Regions from separate parts of the Mus musculus genome. Here region 2 is linked to region 1. Evidence: chromatin contacts called from public Micro-C data. All regions are on one chromosome and are shown on one strand. The core of a region is the stretch at or near the end of the contact, and the rest is flanking DNA. Distances in the headings are between cores, read along the strand shown. Region 1 overlaps Arhgap15 (Rho GTPase activating protein 15). Region 2 has its middle 47 kb from the start of Mir5129.

Evidence for each region. Hi-C and Micro-C count contacts between places; a contact is called where the count stands out from the background.
Region 2: a contact with region 1 is called in a Micro-C map of muscle stem cells, with 8 times the contacts expected there. The contact joins two enhancer-like sites. A contact is called at or near these places in 2 of 484 Hi-C or Micro-C datasets (adipose-derived mesenchymal stem cells and muscle stem cells) and 1 of 115 datasets of contacts at active chromatin or transcription factors (fibro-adipogenic progenitors).

The regions. Positions count from the first base shown.
Region 1 is chr2:44,145,296-44,152,470 of GRCm38.p6, forward strand. The region is part of intron 10 of Arhgap15 (Rho GTPase activating protein 15); the gene reads left to right. Among named protein-coding and RNA genes, the nearest start is that of Arhgap15os, 84 kb to the left of the region's middle. Within about 2 kb of position 3,461, at least 29 of the 459 cell types and tissues checked have an H3K27ac peak or open chromatin away from gene starts, as enhancers often do. A contact at or near this core is called in muscle stem cells, where this site is marked.
Region 2 is chr2:44,972,550-44,979,724 of GRCm38.p6, forward strand. No RefSeq gene overlaps it. Among named protein-coding and RNA genes, the nearest start is that of Mir5129, 47 kb to the right of the region's middle. Within about 2 kb of position 4,617, at least 87 of the 459 cell types and tissues checked have an H3K27ac peak or open chromatin away from gene starts, as enhancers often do. A contact at or near this core is called in muscle stem cells, where this site is marked.

The DNA of each region.
Region 1 (7,175 bases), core at 2,211-4,710:
GACTTTTGTAGTTGAAGTCTCTTTGTGAGGTAACCGAAGAGACCAATAAACTTCTCAACTTGAGTTTCTTCTCACAAAGATATGTTGGGTATCCATGAATGAAGAAGCAGTCACTAGTTGTGTGTTGTTCTTCATGTTATACACTAGTACTGTAGAAGAAATAGGCACTAAACACCTGGACAAAGAGCAAACAGTTCTAAGTGCTTTAAGAGGAGAGAATTGGTATAACAAGACAGGAAACTATTTTAAGAGAACAGAAAAAAGAAACCAAAGATGTATGCTTTATATTGATCTGTCAGCTCCTGGTCATAAATGCATGCTTGTCTGTTTTCATTTCCTCACAAGACCAAGGGAAGGTTAATTTTGTTTTATTCACAAAACTATTATCTTGACTCATTGTGTGACCATAGTAGAACAAGCCAGCCATATGTGATACCCGGAAAGACAGGCTTAAGTGGAAAACCAAAGATAGACTGTGCCAGAGACTTCTTTTATAAAGAGATAAAATTTACTAAATTACTGAACATAATTCTACTCTAAACATATTTTTGTATATCAAGTAAAATTTCTGAGTGTAAGGGAATACAACTGAATTTTAAAACTGTATAATAGGATTGGCATTCACTGTTCATAACATGATGTGATAGCTCACTGCTCCTTTAAGGCTTCCAGTTCTGGTGCTGTGCCTCATCAGCTTAGCATGTTAAGAGGATACCAAGAGATCCATAACTCAGCAAGCTGAATATACTTGACACAACTGAAATATGCGCCCAAAAGAGTTATTTGACCTTATGTGCTTCTTACCACAATTTAAAAAAAAGTTGTTTTATTCAGTGTATGTGTCTATGTCTGTGTATTCCTGAGTGTGTATGCCAGAGCATAGCATGGGTATAGACAAGGGAAGTCAACTTGCAGGAATCAATTCTTTCCGCTGTGATGTGCTTCCCTGAGATCTAACTCAAGTGTCCAGACTTGGCGGCACACAGTCTTACCCTATGAGCCATCTCTGCAGTCCTACCATACCGTGTGTGACTGTACCATGTGTGTGAGTGTGTGTGTGAGTGTGTGTGTGTGTGTGTGTGTGTGTGTGTGTGTGTGTGTGTGGTGGGGGTCCTGTGTATGTGAACCCACATCTCCTGCATTTGATGGTTCGAGATACAAGCTGGCTTTCTGAATGTTTCAGCAGTTACTAATCAACAAGAAGGTTGCCCTTTCTGTATTTTTTCCCTCAAACACAAAAATGCTATGACAGGAATGAAACACAAGTTACATACTTGACTTACTGCCCAGAAGATACCCTGGGATCCATAACATGGCTTAAAGATTTAAGAAAGACCTTTAGTCTACTTCTGAAAAGGTCTTTAGCCTCAAAAGCTTTATCTCTCAACTGGACTTCATGGCAGCTGTTATATTTTTTTGCTGTCGTTTGTTTGACAGGATCCAGTTATAGGTTCCGATGTCTGTTTAAAGAAACAAGGAGGCTGTTGGCTCTCAAATCCCCCCATTGCTTGTGTGATCAGCATTTTCCCAGGCTTTTCTACATAGTTTGCCAAGCGAAGGGACTGACCTTTTGTAGCAAACACTTTTTCATTTCAAAATGCTCACTTTGATTTTTGTCCCATTTTATACTCATTCCAAACTGTTTACAACCCACTAAAAATGACTGTGAATTATATGTTTGTATAATGGATTCCTTTTGTGGTCCGAGTGGAATGTTTACTTTGAACAATTAGTTATCTTAGGGTAGATTGTAACAAGTTGGAAGAAAAAAAAAAGAATGGGTGAAGTTATTATTGTACCTTAACTGCTTTTTAATTCCTTATGATTATGTGAAATTTGAGATACTGTCACTTTAACGTGAGGTTTTATATGGTCATATTTGCTAGTACCCGGGTACCATGAGAAAACATGAGGAAGATACTTCTATGACTTAGAATGCTTCACAGTGTGGAATAGAAACAAATAGATGGGTATTTGCTGTAAACATATTGCTATGCATATTAGGTGGAGTATGCATGTGCAAGAAATTATTGGATAAGCAGCAGGAATGATGACCTAAATATTCTGCGGAGACATGAAACTTGTCCTTGTTAATACTGTTACTTCACTCAGTGAACCCTTCAGTCCACTGAGATCCTACTAAGTGCTTTGGTATAAAAATAAAACTTTACGTTGCTATTTCCCGTTGCTTGAAATCCAGTCCCCTAAAGTGCAGATTGTATTGCCATAACTAGACAAGTTTTCTCCCAGCCCCGCTAACTTTATTCTCCTCATTCTTTTCTACTTTGGAATAATCTATGATAGCTGGATCCAGGCACGCACTAAAGGCTGATCCATCTATGAAAAATGTGCAATTTGTACTGCTTGGTTTCTGACGAGAGTCTTGCAAACTTTTATGATTCCATCCTCTTCCCGAGAGACTTCTGCTTCCTAGTTTTATAAGCAGTGAGTGAAAAAAAAAAAGTAATAAAAACAAAAACAAACTGATAAAAATTACATGCTTTAAACAAATCTAGAGAACAAGATAAGCAGTTTTTCTTTTTCTCTCGAGAATATTTGTGGACTTGAAAAAAATAATGTCCCTAAGGGAATAAGCTATGTTGGTGTTTGTTGTTTGTTTGTTTTGGTTTGGATTTTTCTCACTTTTATGTCTATAGCTGAGTGTCCAAATGCACTTCATTGCGCAGGATTCTCAATGAAGCTCTTGAGAGTATGCTTCAAATTAACTTAGCTTTTCTTTCTGAGTTAAAATTAAGACCAGTTTTTTTTTTGTTTTTTTTTTTTGCCTCTCGGTGTTTTGTTTTGTTTTTGTTTTAATGCAACCACAGAGACAGCCACCTTCCTGACAGCACTGTTGTGCGACATCCAAGTTGGAGCTGGCTCTTTCGGGTAGTCATGCTGGGGCCTCCGTGTCTGTAAGAAAGCCACATTGAGGGCTAAGAGGGAAGACAATCCCAAACAGAGTAAACAGGAAAGAGCCAGTAAGAGTATAAAAGAGAAACCAGGAAAGACAACGGAAAGAAACCAGAGATGGCAAGGTGGGGAGTTGCGGGTCTGGGTAGATTTTGCAAAGACAAAAGCAATTGTGGACAACAGGGTAGGTCTGTGAGTTCCAAAAGGGAGAAGCACAGGGGTTTTTTCATATCTAGCAAGTTACCCAAAACTTGCTTTTCTGTCTCAGATAAATTTATCCTTGCTTTGAAATGACAGATAGTTCAATCTTGCAATAAACTGTATGTCTTGAATCTTCACAAATTCTGCATACAACGCTGTTATTAATTAATTCGCTCTACTTATTAGTGGCACTTAATTAAGTTTATCTCCGCTTAGCAACATACAACAGTCTTGTTATCAAAAAGAGCTTAAGCATAACAGAAGTTAGCATAAGAGTGGACGTGCAGTTCAGTCACCAGAGAAGCTAGCTAAGGAACACAGCAGTATGCCTCTGCTCACACCCCATCGGCTGCAGAGATTCCCACACTTTGGGTCCAGACTGCAAAAGAACAGTGTCTCTTCCCAGATAAAGCGTGGGTCTAATTTCTAACATTTACCACAACTCTTAATCCCCATTCTGGAATTTAGGATTTTAAAATACTTTCCACTGGAGTCACTTGGTTTTAAGCCAAAATTAAGACCCTGCACAATTAGCCTTTTATTACGGATAGAGGGTTTAAATAGAGTCAGCATATCAAGATGCAGTACTCTAAAATGTCTTATAGTGGTGTCATTTTATAAAGTAAATTCTTGGTCTGGGAGTTTCTATTAAAAGGTCTTATATTCAGAAGTTAATAGTTCAACCACTAAACACAGTCGAGTTGGGAGCTGACAGGATGTTTTAGCCTGGAAACAAATGTTTACAAAATTTGAAAAAGAGATTATATTTGTTTGGAACACTTTCAGGTTTTCAATAATCAGAAACAAAAAATAATTATTACAAGGCATTCAAAGATTTTCAGATATTTGTTGTCCTGGGAATCAATAAACGACATGACCTGATAGTTTTGTTTTTTTGTTTTTTGTTTTTTGTTTTTTTAATTCTTGTTACATAATGAAAACTGACTCATTAAAAAATACAAAAACTCTCACAACACTGTCACTATGCTATGGGCAAAAACCTTTTGTTTCTGTTAGAAGAGGAATATATAAATTCTACTTAGATAGGCAACCCTTGGACTTAACATATTAAAATTAAGAAATCTTAAATTGGTTTGGAAAGCATTGAATTAAACTATAATTTATAATTTTTGAGTTTCCATGTGACTAATATTCCCTTTTAAATTAGTAGGATAAGACGGTCTTTCCAATTCCCCTTTTCTATTTGCAAATAAATTATATCCAACAGAAACATCAATATACACACATATATACACACATATACACACATATAGCAAGCCCAATACTTATCCTGGGTAACCCTTTTGTACCAGCCTGAAGCACTGAGCATTAAGTACCTTACTTTAGTACTGTATAATTCTTTTAGCACTGTACTTTGTCATAATTTTCCTGTCTCCTCCAAAGATTAATGTCTTAATGATTCTTTGATTTCTTTAACTTCTCTGGAAAGTTATTTTTATAGTTTAGCAGCCTACAGAGTTAGTAAGTTTTTTTTCTAGGGTTAAAAATAATCTCCTCTTTTCTAGTTTAATCTTTTCACCTAATTTTATACTCTTCAGACCACTTCCTATTTTCAGTTCAGAAAAAGAAAAACAATCAAGCAAGGAGAAAATCAAGGGCAAGGCACTTTGAGAAGAAAAAACAAACTACAAAAACCAAAATAGCTCTTTAAATGATAATGTTGGAAGAGCTCTTGAGGTTCTTGAAGACTATAGATGTGTATGCAGAAAACATGCTTTTTTTTTTTTTTTCAAAAGAAATAAACAAAATTTTGAGTGACTGGGTATTAGGGTCATAGCATAACACAAAGTAGAAAAATTTGCACATGCCGAGGTCAGTGCATAGTGTGTTCTTTTATATGTACATTGACCCCTCACACAGAGCCTGACAATGAAAGGCTCCCAATAAATGGTATGGGTGAGCTGCATTCAACATTCCTGTGATGCTCAAATTGGAAAACAACGTACAGCCAAGAGTCGTTGGATGGAGGAAGCTACAGGATATATATAAAGGGATAATGTGAGTTGTATCATGTTTTTAAAATATTTAAGAAAGACAATTTGCAGAACGTGTTAATGGTTCAGTGGGGTACCATCTTTCCATCAGGACCCAGTTACATTAGGCAGTTGAAAATAGCTTGCCTTGAAGATTTTGTATTCTTCAATTTGGAGCTATTCTATTTAGGTGATCAACCCAACAACCATTCTTTACCCATTTCCATTAGTGGAATAATGTACCGTCATTACATCATCAGTAGCCTACTGCTTTTAATCAGGAAATTGAATAACTATGATTTGTAACTGGCATGCCGAATGGCAGTCAAACATATGCTCAGTTCCTAGAACCACACAGAAAGATGAGCTCAGTATCTGTTTCTTTGATTTCAAGTTGGAATACAATGTTAGTGCTGTTCTGTATTACTTAACCTAGTTAGTGCTTGTTTTCATACACCTCTCAGGAAATTTTTAATTAATGAAACTTTTTGAGTTAAAAGAGACTGGCAATTTGAAACTACCAATCCATGATCAAGGGTCATGGAGATGGCTCAGCACTTAAGAACATTTGCTGCTGTCTCCAAGGACCCAGATTTACTTCCTAGTACCCAAACCAGGCAGCTCACATCCACCTGTAGCTCCAGCCCCTGGGGATTCAACACTTTTATTGACTCCAAGGGTAGTATACATTCATATATGTAGGCACATACATATATGCATAAAAATAAAAATAAATATAAATATTTTTAAAAAGAGATGTCAAAATCCTAAATTCTGACACAGATTTGGATTCAATTTTCTTCAAATTTACTTCATCAAGGATGAAATCTAAACTCTGCTGATGAAAAAAAAAATGTCATTAAAGTTGGAATTTTGATGTATAATTAAAATCTGTTAAGTTATTCTAAAAACATTTAGTTTCTAATTCTGTTTTAAGTTTCCTGCATTTTGGAGAGAATGGACTTTTGAGATACCTGGAAAGCCATACACTACCTAACAAACAGTGTTGTGATCAGTGGTGTGAGGTCTTTTAATTTTGTGTGTAAGTATTTGGCCCTGCATATGAAATGACATAATCTAATATTAAAATACCTTGTTTTAGACAGAGTGTGTTAGCATAAGAACAGTATACTTCCTCTGGATTCACATTTCAACTCTGATACTTGGCTGCAGTTGGTTCTTCTAGTACAATCTCAGTTAGAGATCTCTCTTATTCTTGTCATTATTGACAGGTGGTAGGATTCCCATATGTGGATCACTCTTCAAACTGTGCTTTCTCCTCTGACTAGCAGCCCAGAAACAGTTCTTCTGGAATCTTCCTCTGCCACCAAAAACTCCAGTTTTTCAGCCTGGGGTTATCATTTTCAGCCATATATGCCTCTTTTACTGCTTCCCTCAGTCAATAGCGTCACACTTTATTTGCCCTGCTGCTCTAAAAAGAAGCAAACTGGACATTAACATTTTTCTCTTGTATCAAACAGATACACATAATCTGTTTTCTTACTATCTCTTGACTGTGTTTCTGCTCTATGCTCTCTGGCCTTTCATAGCGCCTCTGCAATAGCTCTTGAGGCAAATATCCTGACGAGGCAATTGCCTGTGTTCTCTTTTCTTCTCAGGCCAGTCTTCTCAAAGCTGTCAAAATAATCCCTCTTAACTAGAGATGGGACTATGCTATCCCTTGTTAGAATTCTTGAATGGTTCTTCTTCCTCATCAGAATAAACAAAACTCCACAGTGATTGTCCCCATTGAAAGGATAAGTGCATGATCCCTGCCTGCTGTCCATCACCAAATTCTCATAAACTGCTTCCTGTGTTCTAGGAATGCCAACAAAACCTCCAAAGACCTCTTTTTCTGCCATGTGCTGTTTTCTCCCCGTAGAAAACCTACCCCAAACTGTCCACTTGTGATGTTCATATTGATTCTCTCATAAACAACACAAGAGTGACCTTTTCCAAAGAAAATGTTCTGACTCATTCTATAACCTCTTCAGGGCGACTTTCATTCACAAGGCTAACAACAGCATTGCTTTTCCTAACATGCCCCTAATTGCCTGAGATTGTTAT
Region 2 (7,175 bases), core at 3,367-5,866, 830 kb after region 1:
ATAAAATTGGGCTATAGGCAACCCTGTGAGGCATTTTCCGAATTAATGATTCATGTGGGAGAGCTCCACCCATTGGCGGTCCTGAGTATTAGAAAGCAAACTGAGCAAGTCATGAAGAGCAAGCCATAAGTAGTGTTCTCCTATGGCCTCTACTTCAGTTCCTGCCCCCAGGTGCCTGTCCCCAATTCCTGCCTTTATAGCCCTAATGAAGACCTGTTACTTGGAAGTGTAAGCCAAAATAAACCTGTTCTTCTCCAAAGCATTTTTGCTCATGATGTTTTGTTGCAGCAATAGAAAGCCTAATTAAGTTACAGTCACAGGGTACATGGCACACACACACACTGTGATGACAAATACAATTAGCTAGTGGAAAGCCATAATCGCAACCTAAAACCCTTTCCTGCTGTTGGCATCATCAGCTCTTGTCCCTTTGAAAGACAAGAGCTTCCCATAAGGACCAACTGATGGGATAAGACAAGTGGGCATGGGATTTAAAGCCCCTCCTTAAAACTTGCAGAAAGGTTAACTTGAAGATTAAAATGGTGAGATTAAACTCTGGCCAAATTTATCCCTGTACTAATTCTTTATCAATCCATCACCTATTTGGAACAGTGGAAGTTCCAGAGCCTAAGAAACAAGGAGACTATCTAGAATCAGGGAGAACAACTCCTTTGCTTCTTGCGCTCTGGAGCGTCTCTTTGTGAAGACAGTCACCAGGCATTTCTTTCTCTGAGCAATCCAAGGTTAATCAAGGGTTCCCTTGAGGATGAGTCTTGAGACTGCCCTGGTTCACCCCCACTCCCCATCCCAAATGACATGCTAGAAAATTTCCAAGTACCAACAACTCTCAGGAGTTATCAAAAGGGAATATCCCTTAAGCCCCAGAGATCAGAAAGAAAGGACAGTTAAAAAGAAGAGGAGGGGAAGGTAATAGGATAAAAGACTAAGTAAATTTCCTCCGTAGATGGAGCCAAAGTCTGGACACATAGACTCTTCTTTGGTTCTCAGAACCATCCTGTCAAATAGTTTTCATGTTGTGCTTTAAGCAGAAGTACACTGAGAATTAAGGCAGCGATGTGGGAGGAACAAGGTGAAACTCAAGCCCAGGTCTTCTCATGAGAAAATCAAGGTCTCACCCCAGAGCATGGAGCTTCTTATGTCAAGCAGAGAAAATGGTCTACCCTGCGGCCTGTCAGGAAGCACAGAATCTGTGAGACTGAGTCCAAAAACACTTTGCAAACTTATATGTAAACCCTCATATATTTACCAGTGCTGGGTTTTCTGTGATTAGTTTGAGGGGACAAAAACAATTCTGAGAACATCAAACTTCACCAAGAGATTTATAATGAAACCAGAAAAGACTTCCAGGGAAAGCCTGCAGAGCTCCTCAGCCCTGTGCAGTGGGAAGCTCTGCCTGCAGTGTTGACCCTGAGTGATAGAAAAGCTCACAATCAACCCAGCCCAAGGCCCGTGTGATCTGTAGGCTTCATGTTCCGGGACAAAGTAGGCTGATAACGTCTGCCAAGTACTATCACAAGAGAAAAAGAAACTGTGCCTGTGGCTTAAGACATTCAGTTTACTCGTATTTCATACCGAGGAGTCCTGTTGGCAAAAGGGCTATTGTGTCTATCTCTGACCTTCCATTTCTGTATCTGAGCTCCATGTAAATCATCGTCCACTGCCCGAAGCAGGATACCTACTGCTTCTTTACCTACATAAATATTTTATATACAAAACTCTGGGTGTCAGTCAGTGGGAAAGTGTATCCTTAGCACAGGTAAAGCCTTGGGTTCTTAGCGCCACAAAGGAAGCAAGCAAACAAACAAACAAACATTTCAGAAGCAAACACAGCATGTGTTCTCCTATGCCTCCTTACTGAAACTTCCAGAACATCTGTATGGGGGACTCATTATGAAAAGCGATTTGGGGATGTTCAGGAGGAAGGAGTTTCATTTCCTGGGAAACGACGGTAGGGCAGTGTGCTCAATAGCTCTGGGATATACGCACATGGCCTTCATCTTTATTAAAAACCCACCAACAGAAGTGATTCCCTCTCTGGCCTCCCACTGTCCTTCACAGCAGGATATATTAGTCATGTTAGACCCAAATTTACCTCTGTCCCACACAAACCTCTTATCTCGTGATGGTTACTGTAAATTAGTGACTTAAGCAAAGCCTTGTCAGGAAAGTGAGGAAATCAAAAACTCTAAAGAGTTTGGAGAAACAGCATCCAGGATTCTTCGGTTCTTCCTCCTTCGTGGGGTTCATTTTCCTCACCTCAGTCATGGCTAATGTTGCTTGAAGCCTGAGCTCAGATCTCCTATTTGGAAAGGGTTTCCTTGTATGTGTTTCTTTTTAAGTTTCTTTGCTTCGGCTGTGATAGTTTGCCTCACTACCTTTACAACTTAATCTGGGTATCAGTAGAGATTGCATAGCTTGTGGTTGTGTGAGGAATGAAGCTTTGCCATGTGGGTCAGACTGCCCTGATACCACCATTGTAAATCGTTTTCAAATATCTTCAGGTGTATTAAATGATGAGTTTCTAGTTTGTTCTGGGTCCCTCCTCATTTGTAAGTCACCCCTTGTCTATGCTGTCTTATTTATTTATTTATTTATTTATTTATTTATTTATTTATTTATTTATTTTCTTTAAGCCTAATTGTCCTACTTAGATTTAGAGGAATCTGCCATCACTGACAGCCTGCAGGGAAGATGTTTATGCTTTTCTGGTTTCTCCTGGGTTTCAGGCCTTTGTGCTGGCTCTGGGGTGAGCCTGTTATCAGTCTCCCCCTCCCTCCCTCCCTCCCTCCCTCCCTCCCTCCCTCCCTCCCTCCCTCCCTCCCTCCCAGGAGCACATGGTTCTCTGGTTCCTGTGAAGCCTGCCCCTGGGTCAAGGCACTACTACAGCAGTTCCCAGTTCCCTCCCCCACAGAAGCCCAGAAGCAGGCCTTCCTAGAACCAGGATGTTCAAGAGGGATGTTTTGTGGTGACTCATAAACTACATTCTGGAAGACAAAAACAAACAAACAAACAAACAAACAAACAAACAGGGTGTCCAGACAGATGCAGGAGAAGGGTTGGGGCAGGGAGGGAAGCATCAGCTTATGCAACCTTTATGGGCCAAGCCAATGGAAATGTTCTGTATTTTGGGTGGACTAGGGATCTGTGGGATGGTTTTTCATTGGACTTTGGTATAATCCAATCTCTATTAGTCATTTCAGTGAGCACTCATTTATTTTGTATTAGTATACGTAGGTTTAAGAAGGTTTAGGGTGAATGAGTGAGCACGTGTATCACGTTCCTGAGCCAATTCTTGCCTTCTATCTTCCAGGGACAGTAACTCTCTTGTGTTGGCCTCCCTCTTCATCCCTTAAGGCTCAGCGAGTCAGTCCAGATTGTGTTGGCCAATTCCTCCTATGCCTGCCCCAGAGTTTGTTCAGTATACCAGGTATTACATTGAAGAAAGCTGGCTTTCCTTCTCTTGGTAGCAATAGAAGTCCCTTCCCAGGTGAGGAGTCATGTCTTTTAAAAAAAATCTAGATTCCACATATGAAAGAAAGTGTAATATTTGTCCTTCTAAGTCTGGCTTATTTTACTTAACATGATGACTGCTAGTCCCACATATTTCTCTACAAAGGACATAATTTTGTTCTTCTTTAAGTCTGATAATAGTCCATATATGTGCACACACACACACACACACACACAAAATGTATGTTATAATTTATTAACCATATCCTTGTGATGTTAGCTCACAAGAGTGGGTACACAGAGAACGTATTTTATTCTGAAGGGACTTAGAGGCTTAGGAAGTTTAGAAGCAACAGATAGAAACAAAACCAACAAGAGCTGAAAAGAATTTGGGGCCCACGGGATGCTTTAGCAAGTGCTAAGCCACGAGCATCAGTAAGGATGTCATAGGTTTTATAGAGGGAAGGGGTGGAATACAGCAATTCCCGTTTGAATGTACTAAGCTGTTTTGAGAGCCTCGGGCTGTGACTCTCAGAGTTCCTATAGGCAGGCAGGCCTGTGCCTCAGAGGAAGTCTGACTTGGTTGGTACATATTGAGCCTCTGTTACACAAGCAGGAATTAAAGCAGTGAGTGTTGAAAGAGACACTGAAGCAGGGGGACGGGAATGAGGAGAGCAGAGATCCCCAGGGGGCTCTGGGAAATGCTACCATTTAAGGGTTGAGTGAAAAAACAAATCTTGGTCAGTGTGTAGGAGGGAAACCAAGAGGAATGTGGTTAGAGATTTAAGAGTACTTTTAAAGAGGAAGTCATCGAGGGGATTAAAAGCTGTCTGTTCTATGTGTAAAGATGCTCTATGATTTTCAAAACAAATTAAATACATTAGGTGGGACTGTTATTGCTAGAAACATGTAATAATGCGCTAATGGCATATAAAAAATACCACAGTGTTTAGACCAAAAAGCACATTAAACCTGGCTTTCAAGATGATATATTATCCTCTAGAAATAAAACATGAAGGACCGCACCCCGCCTCTCTGTGAAGGAGACGTGGATTGAGTTTGTTTTTCTAGCCAAGAGATGACATGTTCAGAGAACTGAGCCCTCTCTTTCACACCTACACCTTTTGTGGTCTGCTCATGGGTGGGTTGGCAGTGGCAGGCTGGAGTAATGGGGCAGAACAGAGCTCCCAGACCCCTGAGAACTCCTTGCAGTACCTGGTCTCACTGGCTGCAAGAGCAATATATTAACAACACGCACAGTTGACTCACTCCCGGCATGCCTCACCCACAGAACTCCCCAGAGTCTCCCCAAGTCTCAGTGACTTAAGTATGTTGCAGGAATTATTAGCCAATTTCAAGGAGACATGGATTTGGAGAAGGTTCAGATCATACCAGAGTGATGAATCTAAAGAGAGGACATAGCTCCCTTATTTCTATGACCACACTCTAGTTGGAGAAAATAAAGAAGGATTTTTAGATGACACCCACTTCCTCCCACCCCACCCCCACCACACACACACACACACACACACACACATGATTTTTAAGTCTTTAATTAAGATTTTAAAATGCTATTGTTCTCCTTTGATATTTCTACCTGAAGCAAGGTCTTGGTTCCCATACCCCATGGTTTCCTTTGTTTTCCGGGGCTTCCATTATCTTGGTCTGCCCTCTGACATGATTTCCCAATTCATGCTACTTGTTCTTATTCCCCTCTCCCACTGACACAAGCCACAGACCTGTAACTGGACTATCTGACTCACTCTGTGCTCCTCGTGCTAAGGGACACCATGTGGGACAAGAGACAGGAAAGCTCTCTGTAGGAGATCAGTCAGAAACTCCTGCACCTCAGTGCTCTTTTCAGCAAGAACTTAACTATCCTAACTAAAAAGTCTACCTTGTAGGGGGAAAAAAAAGATATTTTGGGGGAAAAATGAGCAGGCAGTTTGTCTTTATCCTTATGGTTTGTATTTCAAAACTGGAAAGGACATTCCTGCTCTTGTTTGTTTTATTAAAGGCGCAGTCACCTGGAGAATGCTTACGTTGGACATTCCCTGTAGTGGATGGTCAGGCCTTGCCATTGCTGGTTTGGGGAGTGCAGCGGCTTCTGAGTACTCAGTAACAAAGAGCTGTAAAGCTGGGTAGCTGAAAACAACTCAGACATCATCTTTTGCAATTCTGGAGGCTACAAACACAAATTCCCGGAATTGTTTCCGTCTAGTAACCTAAAGGAGAATGTGTTTGTTTCTGTCTCCTTGCTGCTGGGGACAGCTGGCAATCATTGTGCTCTTTGCTTTGGAGACATATCTTTATAGTTTCTGCCACTGTCTTGTCAAAGCCTCCTTGTGTAAGTGTGTCATATTGCATTAGTGCACTACAGTAGCCTCGGCTTATCTTGACTACATCTGCAAAGACCTGTTTCCTAGTAAGGTTGTACTCACACGTATCCACAGTATTTCAGCAGACACTCTGAGGGAAGGTGAACTTCTATCTAACTGAGATTAGGATCAAGCACTTTTTCCTTTCCAGTCATTTCTCCCACTTTGACTGCTTTTCATGTATGAATGCTTCTTGCTGCTCTCCCTTCAAGCCTCTGAACGCCCTCTTGGACGAATGCACCCATCTTTTAGAGCTCAACCCCCAGCTGTAGCAAAGGTAAGCTAGCGGAAAGAAATGCAGTAACGCAAATGTCCCTCCTTAGATGCCTTTAACAAATACTAGTACGATCCTTGGATGGTGCCTTAACCTAAACGCACTGGTGGAATTTTTGCCGTGGGTTAAGAGAATCTTTTCAGAAGATGTATTTTCCTGGGACACTACAACGGTGTGTATGCTCTGTCTCAGTCCCTTTCTGTTCCTCTCTAAAGAAAAGCAGACGACTTCATTTATCCTTGAACTAGTGCATTTATTCACCCCAGGTTTTAAGTATGCCAAGGGAGATGCGTTCTTCGTAAGGAATCCATCGATGGCAAGGAGTTTGCTTCGGAAAATGCCATCCCGGGGTGAAAGCATGTGGACACTAAGCCCAGTTTAAGCTGTGGGTAATTTTCAAAGAATGAACATGGAGACAGAGGGCATTCGGTTGCTAGGAAAATAGAATAAAATAAACATCATCTCCCTGCCCTCTTGTTTACTTTTTCACTTTGGGGTGGGCTGCGCTTGCCAAGCTGTCCCTCCCATCTCAGTGGTGACAGGCTCACAGTCAAGCCTGCACGTCTGTCTCTCAGGTGTGGGATGTAGTTGCCAGCTTAGCAAGAACGCGCTGTAGAGATCTCCCTCCGTGGTTGTAAAGAGCAAAAGACAGAGATAATAGTTCACTGGCATCAATAACCTGCCTCCTCCCACCTGCGGATCGCCGGAATAATAGACTCAGCGCTGCCCTCCTCCACCCCCTCCCCTGACTCTGCCGCTGTCAGATTCTCTTCCCTTCCCCACAACTGGGAACTCGAGGGAGCAGATTGTTTTGGCTGGAATTAGTCGGGCACAGATGGTACCACCTGCTGCACGTTCCTTACTTCTTATTGGCTTCTCTCGCAGCTCTGTGAGGTTTTGTATTTTTTTTTTTAAAAGAAGTTCAGAGGAAGGGGAAATGGCTGAGGCCCTTGCTTATGCCTGATTCGAGCCCAGCTGTTTTGAGCAGACTAGCAACCACGGGGAGTTGGCTGGAAAACGCCTACTGGGGAAAGGGCTTCCACCAGCATCCC